Regions from separate parts of the Sus scrofa genome. Here regions 1 and 3 are each linked to region 2. The links are chromatin contacts, called in public HiChIP or PLAC-seq and promoter capture Hi-C maps. All regions are on one chromosome and are shown on one strand. The core of a region is the stretch at or near the end of the contact, and the rest is flanking DNA. Distances in the headings are between cores, read along the strand shown. Region 1 holds the start of LOC100154179 (Golgi pH regulator). Region 2 holds the start of ACP6 (lysophosphatidic acid phosphatase type 6). Region 3 has its middle 9.1 kb from the start of GJA8.

Evidence for each region. Promoter capture Hi-C pulls out the DNA fragments that hold promoters and counts their contacts. HiChIP or PLAC-seq counts read pairs in DNA pulled down with a chosen protein or histone mark.
Region 1: an H3K27ac HiChIP or PLAC-seq map of alveolar macrophages shows a contact between it and region 2. The contact joins the promoter of LOC100154179 here to the promoter of ACP6 in region 2. A contact is called at or near these places in 1 of 5 promoter capture datasets (fetal skeletal muscle) and 2 of 2 datasets of contacts at active chromatin or transcription factors (alveolar macrophages and skeletal muscle).
Region 3: a contact with region 2 is called in a promoter capture Hi-C map of fetal liver, with 3 times the contacts expected there. The contact joins the enhancer-like site here to the promoter of ACP6 in region 2. A contact is called at or near these places in 2 of 5 promoter capture datasets (fetal liver and fetal skeletal muscle), 1 of 47 Hi-C or Micro-C datasets (embryonic fibroblasts) and 1 of 2 datasets of contacts at active chromatin or transcription factors (skeletal muscle).

What each region holds. Positions count from the first base shown.
Region 1 is chr4:99,710,746-99,714,026 of Sscrofa11.1, forward strand. LOC100154179 (Golgi pH regulator) reads right to left here and starts at 1,499. Exons shown (of 14, transcript XM_003481473.4): 1 at 1,279-1,499. The coding sequence starts at 1,320.
Region 2 is chr4:99,928,411-99,931,857 of Sscrofa11.1, forward strand. It overlaps ACP6 (lysophosphatidic acid phosphatase type 6), which reads left to right and starts at 1,933. Exons shown (of 10, transcript XM_001928346.6): 1 at 1,933-2,629. The coding sequence starts at 2,411.
Region 3 is chr4:99,732,142-99,735,926 of Sscrofa11.1, forward strand. No RefSeq gene overlaps it. Among named protein-coding and RNA genes, the nearest start is that of GJA8, 9.1 kb to the left of the region's middle. Within about 2 kb of position 2,115, at least 3 of the 83 cell types and tissues checked have an H3K27ac peak or open chromatin away from gene starts, as enhancers often do. A contact at or near this core is called in fetal liver, where this site is marked.

The DNA of each region.
Region 1 (3,281 bases), core at 249-2,748, 220 kb before region 2:
CCACTTGGAAGAAAAAAAAAAAAAAAAGAACAATTAAGAAAAATTGCTTTAGGAGTTCCCGCTGTGGTCAGCAGGGGTTAAGAACCTGACATGCTGTCGGTGAGAAGGGTTCCATCCCTGGCCTCTTCAGTGAGTTAACCAGTGTTCCAGCAAGCTCTGGTGTAGGTCGCATATGCGGCTCATTCTGCCTTACTGAGGCTATGGAATGGGCCAGCAGCTGCAGCTCCAGTTAGACCCTTACTTAGCCTGAGAGCTTCCATTTGCCGCAAGGTGCAATGGTGACAGGAAAATTTTAAAAAGTTTAAAAATACTTTAAATTACTAGAAAAATGAGGGGGTGGGGTGGGAAAATCACTAATTTAGTAGTATGAGCTTCTACAAATTTTAACAGTTGGCCAAAAAATAATGCTTGCATTTGGAGGTGAAGATGGCGCTATGAACAAGCCAAGATCTCAAAAAATAAGCTCATAAGTAAATACATAAATGATATCAGTGTTGTGATAAGTGCTGTTTAAAAAAAAAAAGAGTAACTCAACTAATGACACAGTAAAACCAAGAGTCTTTTATAAAGCAGAGACAGTCAAATGTCTTATTTGTTCGTATCCTCAGAACTTTATATAATGATCAATAAAAGTTTGCTGACTGTATCACTGAATGAAGGTGGACAATCGGGAAGGAAAGAGGCTCAGAAAAAGACCCTCCTTTAGGGTTGCTGCCCTAAAAGCTTGGGCAGCAAACAGAAGATAAGTACAAACAAAACTTGATACTTAAAAAATCTCTGACGTGAGAGTGGTAAATTCCTCCGCACCCGGATTCAGTATTTGACAACTAACCAGCAACGCCTCCACGTGTCCCCAGGAGCCAGCCCCGATTGGCGAGACGCGCACGGAAACACACTCTTCCCTGATACACTGGTCAGCTGCGCAATCCAGAGCTTCAGGGCACTTTGGGGACCGCTCCCTTCCTGTGGCACTGACTCTGAGCGCTAAGGCCACCTGACCCCTCCCAACAGTGGCCAGGAAAGCTGGGGTGGGGCTGGGGGGAGTAATAGAGACTGGGTTGGGGCGCGGGCGGCCGCCAGATGCCTCCTGACAGGGAGGGCGCAGGGAACCGGCCGCAGCAAATCCCACACCCTCCCGAGCTCCAGGCACCAGAGAAGCGGACACAGGCTGCGAGCGAGAAGAGCGAGATGCCGGGCCAGCCTGCATCTCTGAGGCCCAAAGAAGACGCCGAGAGACAGGGAGACTGAGGAGTCCCGGGGCGGGACGCAGTAGCTCACCTGGGAGGTAATCATGATGCTGGAGTCAATTAGGAAACTCATGGCGAAGTGTAAGGAGGGCTAGTGCTTCCGCTTCCACTCCCCGAGGCCCCAGCACGCTCGGGCCGCCGGCCCCTCACACAGGCGGCAGTCGCCCGGGGGCCACCACCAGACCCTTGGCTCGCCAGCCCGACGCCATCAAGCTGCGCCGCAGCCAGCCAATCAGCAGCTACATACAGCGCTTCCCGCCTCGGCTAGGATTGGGCGGGCGTCTAGGAGCTGAGCGCCTGGGGGCGGGGCCAGGGAAAGGGCCGTTCTTGGGGCGGGGCTTAATTAGACTTGTCCTGCCTAAAAGGGGCGGGACACAATAACGTGGTCTGAAAATTAAAAACAAAACCAAAAACAAAACCCAAAAAAGATGTAATGCAAGGTAGCATTTCCATTTCTGAGGCTAAAGGAGGCAGGGCCTGAACTAACATCTTTTTAAAGTGGCAATTCTATTTTATAATGGTCGTAGCTAATAAGATGAAGTTATTAGTAACAATTATTATAACGGGTTAGACTATAATGTGTTTTAGATGTTACAATTTATACTTAGCTCCACAAACAACTGCATAATTACAGACGAGAGAAGAGTGGAAAAGCAGGTGAGATTTTAGCAAACGTAGCTAACCAATTAAATTTCTGATGTGATAAGGACGATGAAAAAGCACACCATCTGTAAGGAGTGATAATCTCATTGTACTTGATACCCATCATACAATACCCAGAGTTGAATTCTTATGCCATGCTTTTAAAAGGCAAATAGATGTATTGGGGCGTACTCAGAGGTCAGTCACCAGATGAGGAGGAGGAAAGGAAGATGACTCAGGAATGTTAACAGCTGTCTTCATTTGAAAGAATGGATAGAATTAATATGGCCCCAAGAGATATTTGTAGGACAAGGGAATGGAAGTTAAATGAAAGACAGACTTAATTCAAAACAAGAAGTAATTCTTTGAGTCTGAAGATGAGTTATTTTAGGAAATAAACCCATGTTGGAATTACTCAAATGTAGACAGAATCAGTACTTCATCTATTCAATACTCATTGCATGAATGCTTAAAGAAATGCTGTGGGGCTTATCCTTTCTCGCCAGAGCTCTAGCTAGTCTTTGAAGTCCTTGCATGTTATTGGCCTGATGCTGGCCCCAGCTGAAGGCAATCACCCAGTGTGGGAGCAGCTGCATTCAAGGCTGCAGATAATACCTCAAAGCACAGTCTTGAGCTGACCTGCACCTAGGACCTGAGTACTTAGGCTACTGCAATTTGAGTAACTGAGACATTTATTACACACAAGGGAATGTGTCTCTCTTTCTTAGATTTGAACTCTACTCATACTAAGCAGCCAAAAACTACCTGTCAGATGTCCAACCCCCAATGCATAGGCCAGGGAGCAGTGGAGGCAACTTTCCTAAGGGAGAGTCTAAAACCAGAGAACTTTGTGCCGCTGAGATCTATCAGGGAAGCACCAGCATCTGTATAGGCATATAGTAAGTTAGAATCTCACCTGAGATTCAAGGCTGTGACTAGCAGAGAATGCTGGGTGTGCCTATCCAGGCAAACAGTTTACTTTGGTGGTTTACTAAAGAGCATGGTGGGGATCAGGGTCTCAATGAACCTGGCATAGCCGAGAAACGTAGGCAATCCCACTGGCCTCGGGCCTGTGTAAAGCTTTGAGAGGCATCATTCAGGATTCTCCCTACTGTTAACACCTGTGTCCATGTCAAGGACCGGCCTGGCTGACCGTAGGGACTGCTCCCCCTGCTTCTTATTATGGACTGTCTCTAGAAACCTTCATAGCAGATTAACGTCCAATCGACTCTTCTTTCAAAGCAAGTCTCTTTCCTGGACTCTGTCACCAAGATGGCTTGTCCTCCTACCCCTGCCCCAGTTCTGTTCTCCCAGTTCATTCTAGCTGCTGAAATCCTGTTCAGCAGTGAGATCTGCTTCTGCCTCCATGAACTGTCAAGCCACCATGGCTCT
Region 2 (3,447 bases), core at 683-3,182:
TTCAGGAGCCTTTCTCCATAAATGCCCTCACATCTGGCCCAGTTTGACTCAAGGATCGAATTTGAATGATGACAGAACTGGTTGGATGTTGTTAAAAAGAAAACCACAGTTCCCAAATGATGTCACTTGTGCTAAAGCTCAGATACCAAATCCAGCTTTAGTATGTAGGTTTAGTACCTATATCTAATTGCACAAGTAAGGTAATCTCTCACACAGTCCCTTTCAATCATTTCTTTCATTCCCCACCTTCCAAAAGGCAATCTGCATGATAAAACCCTTGCCTCTCCCTTTCTCTGCCCCCCTTCCCAGAAGTCCCAGCCTAAACCATAAACCTTTCTTTTCTTTTATTAGTACCTTCTTGCCCTACCCTCCTCCAGCCTATTAAAAATCTTTCATTTTGTACAACTCTCCCTAGTGCTCTTCTGGTTGCAAGAAGGAATGCTACCCAACTTACAAAGAGTTTAAGCCAATTAAATCTTCAAATTTACTCAGTTGAATTTTTTTTTTTTTTTTTAGGGCCACACTTGAGGCATATGGAAGTTCCCAGCATACAAACAGAGCCACAGCTGCTGGCCTACACCACAGCCATAGTCACAGCCACAGTCACGCAGGATCTGAGCCACGTCTGTGACCTGCACCATAGCTCACTGAAAGGCCAGATTCCCCCACCCACTGAACGAGGCTGGAGATGGAACCCATATCCTCATGGATACTAGTTGGATGTGTTTCTGCTGAGCCACAACAGACACTTCCGATTTTTTTTTTTTTTTTTTTTTTTTGTCTTTTTGCCATTTCTTGGGCCACTCCCGTGGCATATGGAGGTTCCCAGGCTAGGGGTCTAATCGGAGCTGTAGCCACCGGCCTACACCAGAGCCACAGCAACGCGGGATCCGAGCCGCGTCTGCGACCTTCACCACAGCTCACGGCAACGCTGGATCGTTAACCCACTGAACAAGGGCAGGGATCAAACCCTCAACCTCATGGTTCTTAGTCGGATTCGTTAACCACTGCGCCACAAAGGGCGCACAACTTGACTTTTGTCTTGAGATGGACACAGATGGTTTGATTGTGCCCTGTTGGAAAGTTCAGGAACAAAGGCCTGGGGCAGCTGTATATCCATGAAAAACCATACTGGCAAGTGGTTAAGGTTAGCTAAGGTGCTTAGTCTCTGGGACATCTGCAGGCAAGGCTTGGATTTTTTCCTCAAGAAATATTCTGGATGTAAGTAAACACATCAGTGAGCTTGAAGTTCTATAGGTTGGCAAAGATTTAAGCCTCTTTAAACATAGAAGGAGGGGGGAAGTTCCTGCTGTGGCTCAGAGATTAAGAACCTGACTGTTATCCATGAGGATGCAAGTTCCATCCCTGGCCTCACTCAGTGGGTTAAGGATCCTGTGTTGCCTTGAGCTGTGGTGTAGGTCACAGGTGCGGCTAGGATCCTGCGTGGCTGTGGCTGTGGCTTAGGTGGGCAGATACAGCTCCAATTAGACCCCTAGCCTGAAACTTCCATATGCCGTGACTACGGCCCTGAAAAGAAAAAAAAAAAAAAAAAAAGACAGTAAATGAAAATTATATATAAAGCGCCTAGTGTCGCCCTTTGCAAATATAAGTAGGTGTCTTGTCTCGTTAACTCAGGAACCCCAACTTCCAAGACTACAAGGAAGTCTTCTACACTCCCTAGGCTCAAAAATAGATCCTTTCCACTACCCAATCCTACCCATCTTCACGTTTTCCTACCCTAATTGCCCGACAAACTCGCGGATTCACTCCCACACACTGAAAACCTAGTCCTGGAGAGTTCCAACGAGCCGGCTTCAGGGGCGAGGCCTTCTGCCCAATGCGGAGGAAAATACCTCCCAGGGAGGGCCCGCGGCGCGCAGCCTTGTGGGAGTTGTAGTTCTAGGAACTCAGAGCCCCCGGACAGACGTCACCGCGGGACTCGTTTCCCGTGCTCCTCGGCGCGGGTCCACTTGGGGCAGGTTCCTGAGTGGGTGAGATAACGAGTGGAAGCTTATAGAAAAGTGGAGTCACTGCAGTCGAGGAACTCACGGCTGGTTCCTGTCATTTAAAGAATACTAGACGCCAAACTTGCAATACAAGTTTAAGGGCGAAAGATGAGCTAAGCTCCCGCCTGTCCATTTTGCGGCAGCAGCGGCCAAGCCCGACCCGGGTTAAAATTCCCGGGGAGTCTTCGCTGCTCACAGCTCCTCTTCTTACTCCACTCTCCCACTCGGGGTCCCCTTCAGGGCTGGGAGTCTCAGCGGTCTCAGATTGGTGTCGGGGGTGGGCGGATGTGCTCTCCCGCCGACTCCCGGGAACTTGGGGGAGGCCGCTGAGCCCCGTCGCCCGCGGAAGACTTGCGTTCGCTTTCTGCACCCTCACCCGGGAGGGCAACCCAGGGGATTCCACCATGATCTCCGGTCTCTTCAGGGTGCGCCTGTGGGCCCCAGTGGGCGTCTTCACGTCGCTGGTACATTGTCTCCACCAGCGGCGGGTGGCCCTGGCCGAGCTGCGGGGGGCGGACGACCAAAAGGCAGTCGACCAAAGCTTGCTGGAGCTGAAAATGGTGCAAGTCGTGTTTCGACACGGGGCGCGGAGTCCTCTCAAGCCGCTCCCGCAGGAGGAGCAGGTGAGAAATCGGCGGGGCTGATGGAGGCAAGGACTGTGTGGCCAAGCCGTGGCGGGCCAGGCACTTCGCCCCAACACGAGCTTTTGGAATTTTATTCTCATGCAGCGGGGGTTCGGACTGGGTCCAGATGAACGGAAGATAGTTTGAACAAAGGTGCTGGTGCCCTCTGTCCCCAGCCCTCTGGGGCCCTCTGATTGTAGGGCAGTCCTGGGAACTTAAAGTTATGTCCCTGATGGCTGTGATGTATAGCACAGCCTCCTGAAGTGTGTATAAATCGCCTAGGAATCTTGTTAAAATGCAGATTCTGATTCAGCAGGTGCTGGATAGGGCCTGAGATTCTGCATTCTAATAAGTATTTGCGTGAACTTGAGTACAAGTGACTTGTGTGACCATTTTGACAATTTGTCAGAGAGTGAGTTGCAAGGAACTTTGTGACAGGAACAACCCTAACTGAAATAAGAGTGGATAACAGAGGTTAATATCTTTGGGAATAGATTTTACTTCAGCCTTCTCTCAGGGTTTGCTGGAGACCATTTGCGATCCCTTGAATCAGGTTCTTCGGTAACAAGTGCTGTATCTTGAGGCTCATTTTGGGCTTCTAAATCTATTGTACAAGGAATCAGAGGTAGAAAAAAAATTAAAAAGTATTAGTCTTGTGGCTTTGTTTTGAAATGTGCCTGATTTTGGTCAGGATAATTATGATTAAAACACAAATTGTTTTTAAGATGATTATGTTTTCTGGATTTGATTCTTGGGGAAAGCCAGTAAAGATCTCTTGGCCTTTCATAGCAGCAGGCCTGGAGTTAAATAATTGTCTT
Region 3 (3,785 bases), core at 865-3,364, 200 kb before region 2:
TGTCAGCTGCAAAGTCCCTGAAAATATAAATACTTCATCCTGTACCTCTTGAGGAGTATTTTGGAAGAGATGGGGAGAGAGACTCATTGGAGCTGTTGCTTAGAGATGGGTTGTGGGCCCTGCCAGGAACCAGAGTTAGTTTCTCAGGTCTTTCAGAGGGAGGTCTTCTCATGATGGCCTGATTGTTTTATTGGATGTAAAGAAATCCCTAGAACATGAGACATAACCACATTCAAATGCAAGTTCCAATTTTATATTCTGTAATCATATAGACTAGATTATTGATATTTTGCATACTTTAATGGTGGTGTACTTTTACCAAGGTGCATTTTGGAAACAGTGAAGCAGTTATGTGTGTACAAAAATTTGTAGTTGGCTGTAGGCCTGACTTTGGATGTGGCTCCTTTTCTTCCTGTTTGTGGGCAGTTTGCTTAGCCTCTTGAGTCTCAAGGTTCTCATCTGTGAAGTAGAGATGACAACAGCTGCCTTTCTCTCTTGTAAAGCAGGAGTTTTTATAGTGGAGGTGGCTACTGATCTAACCCATGCAGTAAATCCCTGCTCACATGCTGGTCATGTTTGCTATGTCTCCTCTTGCTCTGAGTGTGGCTGTGTCTTGTGCCCCAGGGTCATGGATTGGCTTGTTTCTAAGTGTGCCCTGGCCCAGGTCATACACTCCCCTCTTCCTAGGGGGTGTTAGAACTGAGAAAGACCAGAAGAGATCATTGGCTCCAATCCCCTCATTTTACAGATGAGGACGCCAAGGCTTGGGATGGAAACGGCACTCTGATGGTGTGGTGTGGCTCTGAGGCCCAGGCATTTCCCAGGCTCCAGGGTCTTCATGTGCAGGGCATAGACTCATGTGCGGAGCAGGGTTCTTTAGGGAGAAGCAGGTAGCCCTGGCATGAGTAGAAGGGCAGGCACTTACATGGGGCCTGAGCAGCCATCCTCAGTCAGTCCTAGTGACTGGAATTAGGGGACTCAAATCTCTCTCTCCTCGCGGCTAAGGTGTGAAAGGGGAACGAGGTTCTGAAAAGCCCATGATCAGGGCTTGTGGGTGAACTGGGTCACTTCCCTGAGTGTTTTGGGCCTGGTTCTGACTTAGTAGACAATGTTCGGAGATCGATTCAACAAGTATTTGTTAAGCTCCCACCCTGTACGGTGTTTAGGACACACCGGTAAATAAGACAGAGATCCCTGCCATGGCAGATCTAATATTTGTGGGGGAGGCAGATAATGCTCGTTAAATACAATAATGCAGAGAACCCTCCTGTAGGTTAGCAGGTCATAAGTGCTACCAAAGACGAACAAATGTGACAGGGGTGGGGGGCTGGGAGAGCCAGTGGAGGGGAGGTGGTGTGGATGCAGATCTCAGTGAGGGGGGAGGTTTGAGCAGACTTTAAAGAAGGTGAGGGATGCATCTGTGAGGATGGAGAACGAAGGCTCTCAGCAGCAGCAAGAGGCCAGAGGGGCTGGAACACAAGAGGGGCGAGGACAGAAACTGTTAGGAAATGTAATTTCTGTCTTCTGATTGTTTATCCATGTATGGCTTGTTCACCCACATGTCTTTCAAAATCCAGCATGGGAGCCCCCCCCCCCCAGGACCCCCTTCCTCTCCACCACATGCTTTTCGCTCAGCTGTCAGTGTGTGCCTGGCCCTGTGCTGGGAACACAGAGATGGAGAAGGCACAGATCCTGATGGGATGTCTAGCGCATGGATTTCTGCTTAAGGAGCGGGGGACCGTAGGGTCTCTCAGCTCCCAGCCCCCAGATCTGGTCTTAGGGCCGGGGTCTTCACCTAGTAGGAAACTGAACAGCAAGGCTGGGAGGCCAGGCTTTGGAATGAAACTATCTCAGCGTCACCACTAACCAGCTGCCTGTCCTTGTATCAGTGACTTTCTTCGTCTTTGCCTCTGTTTTTTTCTTGTGAAAAAAATGGGAACCAATGTCTATGGCAAAGAGTAGTAAAAAGCAACGTGTGTAAAAGCGAGTCTGGTATTCGGCACTGGGCAAGCACTTGGTAAATAGCAATTGCTGTTACCACCATCAGGAAGAAGGTTTGGATACGACTGCAAAGAGGTCAAGGGTCCCTGCTTCACATGCACAGGGATCAATACTTGCTTTTTTTCTCTTTGCACCACCTGGAGCAGGCTGGGGGAGGGTGTTGGGGGGAGGGAGCCATGCCTCTCTCTGTCCCTCCTCCCTGGCCAACTTGGCTGTGAGACAGATCCTTCTTCATCACAGCCCTTTGGCTGGGGTTCAAGGGCTCTTGTGCCCTGAGGGGCAAGGGGTGGGATGGAGGGTGGAACAGGGGGCACTTTCATTGGGGAGAGGATTTCCCGCACAGATGAGTTGTCAGGACGAGGCTGGGCTCTCTATTGAACTGAGCAGCTCATGCATGAGAGCAGATTGTGCCAATTCTATAGAGCACGACCCCTCAGCCCGGGCTTCTCCTGCTAACAAAGTTATCTTTCCCAATCTGCTTAGGCAGAAGGGGGACACATTTCCCGTCCTTGTGCTGAGCATACACAGAAGGCAGGACCCAGGCCAGGGCTGGGCCAGACCCTCAACCTGCCCCCTGCAGCTTCCCCTTTCCCTGCTAGGTCTTGGGTTCTCCTCAGCCACCCCATCACCTTGGTGGGAGGAGCCCGGGCCACTGAAAGTGGCTGCTGACTGGCTGGGGGTGAGACTAGGGATTGTCCTGGCATTCTAGGTGCCTGGGACATGGTTGCAGAGACAACATCCCAGAGGAGGAGCAGGGAGAGAGGCTGCTGCAGCCTTAACTTCACTGGGGTGGGGGCAATCACTGATGCTCTAGGTCAGTGGGGACCCCCCCCTCTTTTTTTTGCTTTTTAGGGCCGCACATGAGGCACATGAAAGTTCCAGGCTAGGGGTTGAATCAGAGCTACAGCTGCTGGCCTATACCACAGCCACAGCCACAGTGGATCTGAGCCACGTCTGCCACCTATACCCAGGCTCATCACAATGCTGGATCCTTAACTCACTGAGTGAGGCCAGGGATTGAACATGCATCCTCATGGATGCTAATCAGGCTCTTTATGGCTGAGCCACAACAGGAACTTCTCAGTGGGTCTTAAACTCCTCAGTGGGTCTTAAACTGAGATTCTTCCAACCTGTAGCATCACCTGGGATGCAAACTCTCTAACTCTACCCTAGACCCACTGAATCAGGAACTCTGGGATTGGAGACCAACAAACCATCTTCACAAGCCCTCCTGGTGATTCTGATACTGCTTGAGGGGGCTATCGGAATTGATCGTCCTGGCCCCAGTGCCCAGAACTTTCATGTAACAGCCCTCCCCCAACCCTACCCCACTGCACTTCCTGACACTCTGACCCCAAGACGAGGCCCCTGAAACATTTCTTTGGGTCCATCCAGAAAGCAAACCACCCTTCTGAGTTCCTTGCTGTCTCTCAGATGCCAAATGAGCCCATCCTACATCTGTAATATCATTAATCAGAAGGGGAGAAAAAACTTTGTACTTTTCTATTTTATCAAGCCCCAGTGAGGCTAAGTAATTTGCTCATGGTCACAAAAAGAAAGGGGACAGGGCCAGGACTGGAACCAGACCTGCTTGACTCCAAAGCCTGTGTTTGTTCTGGCTGCTCATCTTGTCTCCTTTAATTAAGAATGTCCATTCTACAGAGCTGACCTTTCAGAACATTTGGGGTTTCTGGTCTTTGTGCCAACTGTTCACACCTGGGTATTTAAAATTGTTTTGTTTGTTTGTTTGTTCTAAGAAACCAACATAGCTGCAAATATTTTCT